Linked DNA regions of Mus musculus: region 2 is linked to region 1. A link is a contact called in public HiChIP or PLAC-seq data. All regions are on one chromosome and are shown on one strand. Each heading gives the region's core, a stretch centred on a gene start, on an enhancer-like site or on the middle of the called end of the contact. The rest is flanking DNA. Distances are from core to core; before and after follow the strand shown. Region 1 has its middle 12 kb from the start of Gm32627. Region 2 overlaps Tspan18 (tetraspanin 18).

Evidence for each region. HiChIP or PLAC-seq counts read pairs in DNA pulled down with a chosen protein or histone mark.
Region 2: a contact with region 1 is called in an H3K27ac HiChIP or PLAC-seq map of double positive thymocytes, with 7 read pairs. The contact joins two enhancer-like sites. A contact is called at or near these places in 1 of 15 datasets of contacts at CTCF or cohesin (thymocytes), 23 of 484 Hi-C or Micro-C datasets (the 63-12 cell line, the AtT-20 cell line, B cells and 16 more), 8 of 115 datasets of contacts at active chromatin or transcription factors (CD8 T cells, double positive thymocytes, effector CD8 T cells and 5 more) and 1 of 9 other capture datasets (liver).

The regions. Positions count from the first base shown.
Region 1 is chr2:93,129,462-93,135,543 of GRCm38.p6, reverse strand. No RefSeq gene overlaps it. Among named protein-coding and RNA genes, the nearest start is that of Gm32627, 12 kb to the left of the region's middle. Within about 2 kb of position 3,148, at least 107 of the 459 cell types and tissues checked have an H3K27ac peak or open chromatin away from gene starts, as enhancers often do. A contact at or near this core is called in the 63-12 cell line, the AtT-20 cell line, double positive thymocytes and 1 more, where this site is marked.
Region 2 is chr2:93,202,595-93,208,487 of GRCm38.p6, reverse strand. It overlaps Tspan18 (tetraspanin 18), which reads left to right. Exons shown (of 10, transcript NM_183180.2): 9 at 2,705-2,788; 10 at 4,066-5,893. The coding sequence ends at 4,113. Among named protein-coding and RNA genes, the nearest start is that of Gm32824, 14 kb to the left of the region's middle. Within about 2 kb of position 4,542, at least 17 of the 459 cell types and tissues checked have an H3K27ac peak or open chromatin away from gene starts, as enhancers often do. A contact at or near this core is called in the 63-12 cell line, the AtT-20 cell line, double positive thymocytes and 1 more, where this site is marked.

The DNA of each region.
Region 1 (6,082 bases), core at 1,899-4,398:
GGCTTCCCTGACTTCCTGTCTTCCAAACTCTAGTTTGCCCTGCCTATCGCACTCCACTCAAGGCTAAAGTGATTTCCCGTTGACCTTGCAAGGCAGCCCCTCCCTAGACCAGAGACCTTTCCAGCTCTGGCTTCCTTTCAGAGCTCTGAGGCCTTTTGATCCTACTGTTTTTGATTAGCACATTGAAAGTGTGGTTTGGGGCAGACAGGATGAGTCGGTGTGTGAAGGGGCCTGCCATCAAGCCTGACAGTTTGGGCTCTACCCCTGGGACCCACAGCTTAGAAGGAGAGAACCAACCCTTGCAGGTTGCCTTCTGACCTCATGTATGCATCCAGCATAAAACTGAAGGCTGCTTTTTAAATTATTTCAGTTTTTCTGTGGCTGTATCTTGTACCTCTCTGTACATCATCTCCAGAAATACAAGACTCGGCAGCACTATCAGTAGACAGTTATTAGTAAGATAAGTGTAGAAGAATATAATTACAATACAGATTAGTGCTCTGACACTGCAGAGTCTTTTCTGGCAGGCGACTATATTAACCACTTTCCTTATTGCAGTGGCAAATGCCCGAGGAAGGCAACCTCGAGAAGGAAGGGGCGATTTTGGCTCACAGTTCAAAGGAACAGTCCGACCTTGTTGGGGAAGTCACTGTAGCTGGACATGGGGTGGTTAGTCACCCCATGTAGCCTAGAAGCAGAGAAAGATGCATGTTCTTAGCCCTCTTCCTCCTTTTTATTCAGTATGAAACCCAGCCCATGAGATGCAGCCCACTCCCAATTCTAAGTTAACCTCTGGTGTAACCTTAAAGGTCTCCAGGCATAAGGAGAGATGGAGGGAGGCAGAGTGAACCTGTGGTCTAGCATAGGAGGCTGGCATCAGCTGCCTTCCCTCCAGGGCAAGTATGCATCCTTTCAGGAACAATTATCAAGAAGACAGAGCTAAGGACACCACACTGCTACCACGCTTGGCTCTGGCTTTACCACCCTTTGGGGTAGCTGCCAGGTGACCAGAGGATGGTGAAGGGCCCTGGGTGACACAAATATGAAGTCCTAGAGGTGGACAGAACCAGGAAGGTAGACAGGGCACACTTGAGATCACCATATGATCATCGATAGGTCATAATTCCCCAAACCCTACAAAGAAAGCTCATAGTAGACAAGGATGCTATGAAAAATGATGGGGGATGTGGGGAAGAAATGTCAGTAAAATAGTCAAGGAGAACTTCTCAAGGGAAAGATGTGGCTCTTATGGCTGAAAGGACCCTAGAAAGGTTCGGCAAGGGCAGTGAAGGCAGGTTCCCACCACAGAGCAGCAGCAGAGAGGCTTGGGGCACATGGAATGCATGGTAGTGCTTGTGATGCATGGAGGATGTTGTCATCCAAAGAGTTAAAGAGAGCCTCAGGGCAGCTTCGAGCTTCTCAGCAGCAGGCTTATGAATGACAACACGACTGAAAACTGTCCTTAAGGTCCCAGAGGAACCAACAGCACAGAGAGAGAGAGAGAGAGAGAGAGAGAGAGAGAGAGAGAGAGAGAGAGAGAGAGAATATACCTCTAGACATTCAAAATATCAAGAAATTTGCCTCCAGCTGCCTTTAAAAAAAAAAAAAAGAAAAAAACAACTACTGGAGGATGCCCTCCACTCGAATGAGAGAGTGAACCATAAATATATCTATGGATCAGGGAAACAGGACATGCAGCTAGGGGCTGGCAGAAGGTTCCTCACACAATGAGGTCATCTGCCTACAAGTTCAGGCAGGTCTCAAGAGGATGTCTCTTATGATGGTGAACTGGAGAAAGGCTGGTATGAATTAAAATACCAAGACCAGTTTGAGCCAACTGGGGAAGTTTGAGGTTAGAAAATGAACGGTCCGAGAGCAGAGAAGTACCGCAAACAAAAATAAAATAAACAGTGGTCACCACAGCAAAGGCTAATCATCTCACCCAAATCTCAAAAGAGAGGACAGAGGAAGGGAGGTCAGAGGGAAGAAAAGGAGAGGTCCCCTACTGAGAACTGCAACTCAGGCAGGCGCAGTCTGAAATGGAAATGTGTCATACGTGACAGCGAACACGGGGTAAGAGTAGACACTGAGAAGGTAAAGACAGAAGGAAGAGCCAGGCGCGGGTTGGAGACTGGAGTGCCTTGAGTCAGCACTGGGGGACATGGTAAAAACTGAAAATGAAAAATGGGATTGCAGGAGCTGGAGAAAACCAGAATAAAGCTTGAATCTCAATTTTTCCTAGGGCAGATCTGATTCCAACAAGGTCACTGTCAGCATCTGTGCGGGGCATCTGGGTGAAGGTATCTGTGTGGAGATTCTCAGGGTTGTTGTTGCAACTGTTAAACCATTGAAACCAAGTCTTAAACCATTTCACATTCAAAAGATACATAAAAGGCTGCCGAGTTGCCCACTGGTAGAGAGAGCACTTGCATAGCAGGCAGGGAGCACTTGGTTTGAGCTTCAGTAGTGCCCAAATGTATCAGTGACTATCAGGGGCCAGGGAATGGGTCAGCACTCAGATCGAATCCCAGCACCCACGTTAAAAGCTGGGTGTGGCTGTGGGCCCCACAACTCCAGTGTTATGGGATGGAGACAGGAGGATGGCTTGGATTTACTGGTTGTCTGCCTTGTTCCAGGTTCAGTCTTAAGGGAATAATAGATATTATTATATTAGTGGAACACAGTAAAGTAAGCCACCCCATTCTCCTCTGGATCCACATATGTACGGATGGGAGCTGACACTGTGTACACATACACACAACGTAAATAACACAACAAACAAATCACAGTAAGAGAATACACTGTCCCTGAAGCCACACCTTGCACAGGGAAGCATTATAATGGTCACCTGTCCCCAGGCCCTGAGCATAGAAACCTCCTAGTTTTCTATGAGCTGAGCCTCCTGGGACAGCTAAGACAGTCATCAGTTGATCTTCAGTAAGAATCGGAGTCAAGGAGCACACAGTAGGCTTGCCCAGACAGCCCTGCCCTGTGAACCTCTGCAAAGGCCCAGACTTCTGCCCCTGGGAGAGGTCCATCTCCAGGGCAGAGGGAGCAGGTGTCCAGGCAGAGCTGTGCTTCTCTCTACCCTCTGCGTAGCGGTGGAAGAGAAAACGAAAACAAAAATTAAACCATAAACACACCACAGCTGTTAGCTTCTTAAAAGGAAATAAACACCTGCCAATCACTGTCGGCAAAGGAAGCCAGCCTTCATCATGTCCTGGCAGAGCGACATCTGGGCAGAGCCCAACCCACTCTGTTGGCAGCCACCCCAGAGGGTTTCGGGACTCATCAGGAGGAAAAGCAGGAGGCACACCAGGGTCATAAAGCTGAGCCTGCCAGATCTTCAGTTGGAGTGTAGCTGGTGAATAAATAGGGAACGGAAGAAAGAAAAAAGGAGAAAATGGTGGATTCGGGATCATATTAATCTGAACTTAAATTCTAGTGACCCCTGACTGAATTCAAATTGTGTGGCTTGGAGCAGGAAATAGCCTCATATGTTCCAGGCCTCATTGTCTTCCTCTCAGCACAGATGTTTCATCTGTGGGTTGAAAGTCAAACCTCAGCTGAGTGTAGTGTCCCATGCCCTTAATCCTAGCAGTCAGGAGGCAGAAACAGGCAGATACCCAACTTCAAGCCCAGCCTGATTTATAGAATGACTTCCAGGTCAACTAGAGAGACACAGAGAAACCCTTTCTTGAAATAAAGAAAAACAAAAGCAAAGAGAGAGGAAGGAAGGAAGGAATGGAGGGAGGGAGGGAGAGAGGGGGGGGGGGAGGGAGGGAGAGAGAGGTGAAAACCTCCATACAAAATGGTCCCTTGCCATTTTGTATAAAAAGAATGATAACCCAGAGAGGTTAAGTAATTTATCTCAGATGTCACAGCTGATAGGGACCAGCCAGGATGGAAATGCCTTGGTGTGGGTTTGAACTTCGACTAAAGAGCCATTGGCCAATGTTATACGGCTCTATAGCTCATGAGGAGATAGATGGGAAACAGTCCACACGGCCCTACCCAAATGGGCAAGAGAGGAGGAAGGAGATGGTGGTGTATTCCTGACATTGAGGAAACCTCGTGGAAGCAGGTGTGGAGCCTGCAGCTGCAGGAAGCCACCCAGCCACGGAGTCATCACTGAGACACGGATGCCTTTCTTCACTGTGTGACGCCGAACTTCTCTCATAGCTAAAACTTCCAGGAAGGGCTTTAGAAGGGACGGTTGAGCTTGGATGTCTGTGAAAAACATTCTGAATTATGTAAGTCCCAGCATTGAGTGGAATAGGAGAGAACAGAGCCTCCTAGCTGGGGATCCCAGGTCTAGCTTCCTGACACACTGAAGGTTGACCAGCAGGCTAGGGAGACAATGCAACCCATAGAGCACTTGCCTAATGTGGGGAGCCCTGGGTGGCATCCCCAGCATAGCATAAACTGGTGCAAACCTTTAATTCCAACACTTGAGAGGCAACTTGAGACATCCAAGATTTCAAGGCTATCTTGCACCACCTTGAAAGTCTGAGTTCCAATGGGTTTTCTTGGAAGCATATTCTGTATCTTTCAACCAGATGTTTGATACGCTCCAGGAGAAAGGCGGCTTTTGTGAGTGGCTCATACTGTGGTCCTTCAGTGAACACTCTCCCACCCACCTCCAATATCTTATATGCCAGAGCTACAGTATCCTATAAGATGGAGTCCTGCTGTGGGAATGGATCAACCCTACTTCTCTGGAGAGGCATGGCCATGTTCAATTTCAACGGGGAGTGGACAACAGGTATAAAATCCAGAATTCTCCCCAACACATTTCTCTCCCTCTCCCTCTCCCCTCTCCCCTCTCCCTCTCCCTCTCCCTCTCCCTCTCCCTCTCCCTCTCCCTCTCCCTCTCCCTCTCCCTCTCCCTCTCCCTCTCCCTCTCCCTCTCCCTCTCCCTCAGACTGGTGTTGAATTCAGAGATTCACCTGCCCCTGTCTCCTGAGTGCTAGGACTAAAGGCATGGCTACCACCGCCTGGCTCCAATTTTGTAAGCCTAAGAAATCAGTGAAGGTATGTGAGACCATAGAGGAAGAAGATTCCGAGTGGGCAGATGTCCTTAACACCAGGGAAGGATGGTGACCATGCCAAGAAGGAATGCACGGAGTTGCTTGGCTCTGAGGCTGGGGCTTGCTGTCTGCAATGTCCCTGGAGGCATGCAGGGGGGCACTGCATTGCTTTTTTTTGTTGTTGTTGCTGGAATAAACACTATAGAACTTGTAGAAGAAAGAGTTTGTTTTGGCTTACAGTCTCAGAGGGTTAAAATCCATAATGGCAGGGCAGAGGCAGCAGGCAGTAGCTCACAACTTGAACCACAGCATGAAGCAGATAGATAGATAGATAGATAGATAGATAGATAGATAGATAGATAGACAGAGTGAGTGAGTATATTGGGCATGGGAGAGGCTTTGAACCCTCTTAAGTCCACTCCTAATGATGCACTTCCTCCAGCAATGCTGAACCTCCTAGACCTTCACAAACTGGGAATCCATTTTTCAAATGCCAGAGCCCAAGGGGAACATTCTCATACAAACCACTTCAAGGACTCAGTGGGCTCAGACCATGGTCCAGGCAGAGCCAATGGGCCCAAACTAAAAGGAAAAATGAAAGACAAATGATTGCATGCGGCAAGGATGGTTCCCAGAGTGGAGGGGACAAGGGGCTTCTATAGAAGACTCCTCATACTCCTTGTGGTATTGCATAGAGGCCAGCAGACAGCTGTATGTGATGCTTGGCATGAAATCATGCTTCTTCATACATGCCATGCTCGAAGACTGGGCAGAGAACTGAGCATTATAATGAGACAACACGGGGCTGGAGAGATGGTGCAACAGTTAAGAGCACTGGCTTCTCTTCCAGATGACCTAGGGTTCGAATCTCAGCACCCACATGGCAGCTCACAACTGTCTATAACTCCAGTTCCAGGGCTTCAGACATCCTCACACAGACATACATGGCAGCAATGCACATTAAATAAAAACTACTGGAAGAGAGACAGAGACAGAGATAGGTTACACTAGGTCACCTAGAAATGGGGAACTCTAGCTTAGACTGGTTTAAT
Region 2 (5,893 bases), core at 3,293-5,792, 72 kb before region 1:
ACCTGCCCAGGGAAAGTCAAGCCTCCCTGTTTCATTACCACTCTGCTGGAGAAAGTCCGCCACAGCCCAGGAAAGTGAGGCAGAAGCTTGCTTCTGCTCTCTCGCAAAGGCCATGGAACCACACACATTTAACCAAGGGAAAGCACACTCTGGTGACTGAGTCACACCCTTCTGAGAAAGTGCTATACCCCCAACTTCAGCCAGAATGCAGGACCAGGACCCCAAGTCCTGAACTTCTACCGCAAGATACCTTCCCCTGTGAGCATCCTCTTGCTGGCTCCTGCACTGAGGACCACACAGCCATATCGATTCTCCATCACAGAGCCTCTTCAGGCCCAGTGAGACTAACTCCCAGGACTGGTCCTCCCACACCCATCCCCGCTGAGCCATACTTTCTGTTAGGAGCCCCCACTGGGAGACCATCTCCAGTTGGGTTATCTCCAGAACTGCCTCCCACAAAGCCCAGGACACATTTGTGACTGGCACAAGCCAGACTTCTAGAGTATGGAGTTCCTTTGGGGACGAATGTGGCTAGGTTGGCACTTTGGCTGCTGTAGGACTGGGAAGTCAAGACAGTTCTACATGAGCAGCAGTCCCGAGGAGGGTGATGTGAATTACTGGCCTTGTAACAGACGTCAATGCGAGTCCAGGCATGTGACAAAGGTGTTTCTGTGCCTTCTGGGTTGGGGGACATGGTGTGTGAAGTTTGGGGAACATTGAGAGTGAAGTACCTTTGAAATATCTAGTCAGGAGTCCCAGGTAGGAGGTGGGGTGCTCATCCTGGAACCTAAGATGGGATGCTAGTGATGAGAATGTAGGGGTTGCTGCCCAGGACCAGCTGCCCTATGTCTAGTTAGTTTTGGGGTGACTGTGAGCAGGAGCTGGACATCGGAGGTGCTATGACAGGCATCTAGCAAGTGATGTTCCATTCCCTGTGACAGATGGGGATGCTTTATGGTGGGGTGACACCCAGGGCATAGTCAACTCCAGGCACCGATGGAGGGGCTTGGCCACATGAGGACAGGCATTTTAAAATATAGTTCCCACCCCCTCTATGTAGAGGGAAAGAACTATCAGGCCCCTCTTTGAATCTGGGCTTCCCTTGCTATGTGTGGCCTCGAAGGAGCCACCCACCTGCTCTCTCCCATTTTGCAAGGAGGTAAACCACAGATGAGCTACTTCTCAGTAGGGGCTACACAGAGAACCAAATGATGCAGGGCACATAGAACCTAGTAAGACCCTGGAGGAGGGATGCTGGGTGTAGGTAACACTGTCCACACTGTCCACTCATGCCAAGGGCTTCCCTGTCACCGGGGAATTTCCACCAGCCAACCTTCTGCTCGGCTCAGGTCACTTGTGCTAGGCAGAATATGTCCACCTACTCTATGAGGCTCCAGGGACAATGGGGTCTCCCTTGCCCAGTTCCTAGTTAGTCTCCACGTAGAAGACACGTTGACTCCCATGTAGCCGCAGTCTCTGATCAGGTCTTACTGTCTGCGTGCTCAGATATAGCCTCCCCAGGTCCACATGGCCAAAGACACTGGGAATCTATGTAGGAAGCAGCAAGACCCCAGCCTCATCAGAACCTGAAATCCAATATATACCCCACATAGATGGGCACAGTTCCTACCCCTGCCCCACCACCAACCAGTCCACATGGAAGTCCTCTAGTTGGGCCCAAAGAATATTCAGGTGCTCATAAAAGAAAAAAAAAAACTGTTGTTTTTTAAAGAATATGTTTCAAAAGGCTGAGATTATATAGCTCAGCCAGTAGACCTGTGCAGCATACACAAAAACTAGGTTCCAACCCAATCCCTCATAAACTGGATAATATGAGCACTCAGGTGATAAAGCCAGGGGTAGAAGTTCAAGGACATCCTCAACTATACAGAGTTCAAGTGTAGCCTAGATCCCATCTCCAAAAAGTGCATATATTTCAGTCAGAGCTGGGGGGTGAGTATGGCTCAGTGGTCTGATCCCCAACACTGACTGGTGTGTGTGTGTGTGTGTGTGTGTGTGTGTGTGTGTGTGTGACTTTTACCTGTGGCCAGCATGGGAGTGGGGTACAGTGGACACAGAGTACAATGTCTTTGGGGCCCAATGGGAGAGGTCTTGGCTCATCTGGCTCTGTCACCTACAGTGCCAGGGGACCGCAGGCACATGAGTCACATGAAGGCAGCTGCTCCTGTGAGGCTGTGGGAAAAGAGCTGAGCAATGTTTGAGGATGGGCTGCCTGGCCTTGAGCCTGGGGAGGGGGACTGTCAATCCCTCAGCAGCCAGGCAGGTCAAGAGAGGGACTTGGTGGGGCACTGTGCACCTCTGTGAGATACTGTCCCACCTGGGGCTGGGGCACCATTTGACATTCTGATTGAAGAGATCCATCCCATTCAGCTTTGCCCTGCATGTCTGACCCCCACTTCTACAGAGCACCAGGAGGCCTGAGTGTTTGGACATCTCCTCATAGTCTAGGTCTGTGGCTTAGTTAGCCTTGGGACTGTCTTGGGGACTGGATGCGGCAGAGGGAGGGATGTTGGTGACATTCTGCCACTGACCAGATGCTTCCTCCTCCCACATCAGTATAAAAATGCCAGCTTGCAGCTGCTGAGCCCTGAGGCCAAATGCCAGGGACTTCAATACTGACAGTGGTCCTGACTGCAGACCACACTTCCATACCGTGGCTTCATCTCTGGCCTTTCCTTCCCAGGGCTGTTATACAGTGATCCTCAACACCTTCGAAACCTATGTCTACCTGGCCGGAGCCTTTGCCATTGGAGTACTGGCTATTGAGGTGAGTGGAGGGGCCCTGGGAGGGAGGAAGCCCCAGCGTCTGTACGCTCAGCCTATTTCCCAGATTCATAGCCGCTGCCTACTGCAAACGTCTGCTGCTAGAGCCATTCTTGTGGCCTGGAGCTACGGATCTGTGCCTCTCCCAGGACAATGGGAACAGGCAGGCCCAGAGAGGCACCTCACCTCACCCCAGCTCTGCAGTCCAAGTGCGCTTTGCAGGATACACCCCACAAGCTGCCTGGAAGGCGGGGGCTTCTGGATGAGTCCTGACTTTGCACATGGTCAGGGGTCTTTTAAACTTGGCAATGGAGCTTTAGAATCCTTCATCCCAGTGCCCCAGAACCTACACCGTAGCGGAGTAGCTGTCAACTTTTGAGTTACTACTCAGCATTCCCTTCTCACTGCCCCCCTGCCCAGTTCAGGGATGCACTCTGGGGCAGTGAGGCCAGGTAGCCTAATGTGCAGCCCTCACTCCCTGCTCTTTGGGGACCCTTTCATGGAAGCTCTGGTCGCCTGGCACTCTGATGTGCCCTTGTTCAGGGTCCTCTGTGCCTTGTCTCTCAGGATACCAGTTCTGTGTAAGTCACAGGAGAAGTACAGGCATCATTCATTAATTCCGCATGCATATATTAAGCTCCTGCTGTATGTGCCAATACTCCTGGAAGTGGACAAAGCCTCCTGTGAGAGCTAAGACCAACAAGAGGCACACAGATCTTCCTGAGGCTGGGCAGATTTCAAGGATTTGCACATAGCCTTGCCTCGATGTAGCCACAGGTCAGGGTTAGGGAACTGCAATCTCTGGAAACCTCACCAGCTTCCGGTGAGCTATCGAGAGCGCAGGGGCTTAGAAGCAAGGGCTGGGTGGGGGGAGGGAGGGGGGAAGTGTGTCTCTGCTCAAGCTAGGTTACCCCCACTGAAGCTGTGTGACCTAAATCAGGTTGTAAGACATCTCCGACATCTCCATGCCTCACTTCCTGCTGGTTAGAAAGGCTGCTGCTAACAGCATTGGAAACCTACTTTACATGGTAAGCTCTCGGTACACACTCAGGTGCCCAAGAAGGGTTGTGCTTTGCTTAAAGTCTCTGCCAACCCAAAAAAGACAGATTTGAGCTGTTTAAACAGATGACTTGCTTTCCAACGCCTGTTTTTTACCCAAGTGGCGAGCAGATGCTTGCCCCGGGTAGTGTCACAATCACGATTCCCCTCAGGAGGTGTGCTGGGCAGCCCCTCGACGTGCACCCAGTCTGACTCCAGATCATCTTCTCCCTTTCTCTGCAGCTCTTCCTCATGGTCTTTGCCATGTGCCTCTTCCGGGGCATCCAGTAGGCCTTGGCCTGAAGACACTCAGCCCACCACTGCCCAGAAGCCAGCCCCTTCTCTTCCCTGTCCTCTGGCCCCAGGGGCGGAAGCAAGGCCAGCCCAAACGGCCAGAAGCATAGAGCTAATTTTTAAATAAACAAACAAACAAACAAAAAAGACAGACATGAAGGGGCCTCACCTAGGCTCTAAAGCAAGGGGCATGGGCTCTACAAGGACCTAGGGCTGGCCTGGGACCAGCTGTTCCTGAGACCAAAGGTTCATCAGCCTCAGAGCCCCTTGGCCCTGTCAGACTGGAGTGTCCCTTGGCCCGGATCACCTCTCTTAGCATTTCCAGGATCAGAGCAACCAGGAGGTAGAAACACATCCTGGAGGAGGAGCCCGGTCCTCAGGCCCCAAGGAGCCGGCTTTTCACAACACAAGGACAGACTCTGCAGCACCATCTGCTGGAGAGCGAAGCGGTCCCTGCTCCCGCTGGCTGAGGGTGGCTGTGTGTGGACACTGGATCAGAAGGTGGCCCTTTCATTTCCGTCCAGTCACACAGCATGTGCATGACAAGGTCATCTCCAGGCTGCTGTCGCTCCAGCCAGGACTCCACCCCGATGTAAACTGGCCAGGAACTGCCTGCATCCAGCTCTACAGTCCGTACTGTGTCCACTCTGCCCTGCTTGTACCTCTGTCAGAGATCCAACTGTGATACATCACCTGTCCCCGTGGGCCATGCCCCACCCCTGTTCTCCCAGGTGGAAGACACCCCAGTATTGTTCATTTCTCTCTTTCTACCCAGAGCTGAGGCTTGAATGTGTTCTTCAAGGTCCCTGCCAAGAATTCACCCCTGCATCCCTCCACATACGGATGGATCTCACTACCTCCCAACTCAGCCTCCTGCCTTCAGATGCTCTGATGTCACCATCACCTCCGCAGACAGAAGGGGTTTCCATTTTTCCGTCTGTGTACCCCTTCACTCTCTCTCCTTTCTAGAGGTTAAGGTCATGCCTCTTGTCTGCAGACTTAACCCCACAGCATCTCCTACCGTGACACCTTCTGACCTTTTGCTGAACATTTATTTTGTTAGTCTCTCTAGGCTCAGATTACCCAGACTAATAGGTTCACAACCAACCAACCAACCAACAGACACACACACACACACACACACACACACACACACACACACAAACACCCCAGACTAATAGGTTCACAACCAACCAACCAACCAACAGACACACACACACACACACACACACACACACACAAACAAACACCCCAGACTAATAGGTTCACAACCAACCAACCAACCAACACCCCCCCACACACACACACACACACACACAAACTTGAACTGCAGGCTAGGTTAGCAACTAGTTGCAAGATGCCTGACCCTGCCAGGACCGTGTTGAATCCATTAGTGTTGTCTGTCAGGATCTCAAATTTGATTAATTATGTCTGCCAAGGGCACAAAAGGGGAACAGTGGTGGAAGGAACAGCTAGGTGTCTGCTCTCCTCTCTCAGATGGAAGAGCCTGACCTGAACTCCAGCCTTCCTTTGCCCTTCTGCCACCTGGGAGTCATAGCCATAGCCTGTTCTATTCTGCTGTCTGGGTGCAAGGGGGGCTACTTCTCCCATTTTCTCTCCTCTTTATGTGGTCCTCACCCAGCCTGGCCTTCCGGGGAGTGGGTGTCTCTGAATGCTATACGGAAGTTGTCTTTATGACAGCTTAATTGGCATCCCCATAGTAAGCTCCCTAGAGGCTGAGTCACCAGATCAGGGGGCCCCTCTGCTGGCTTGCACC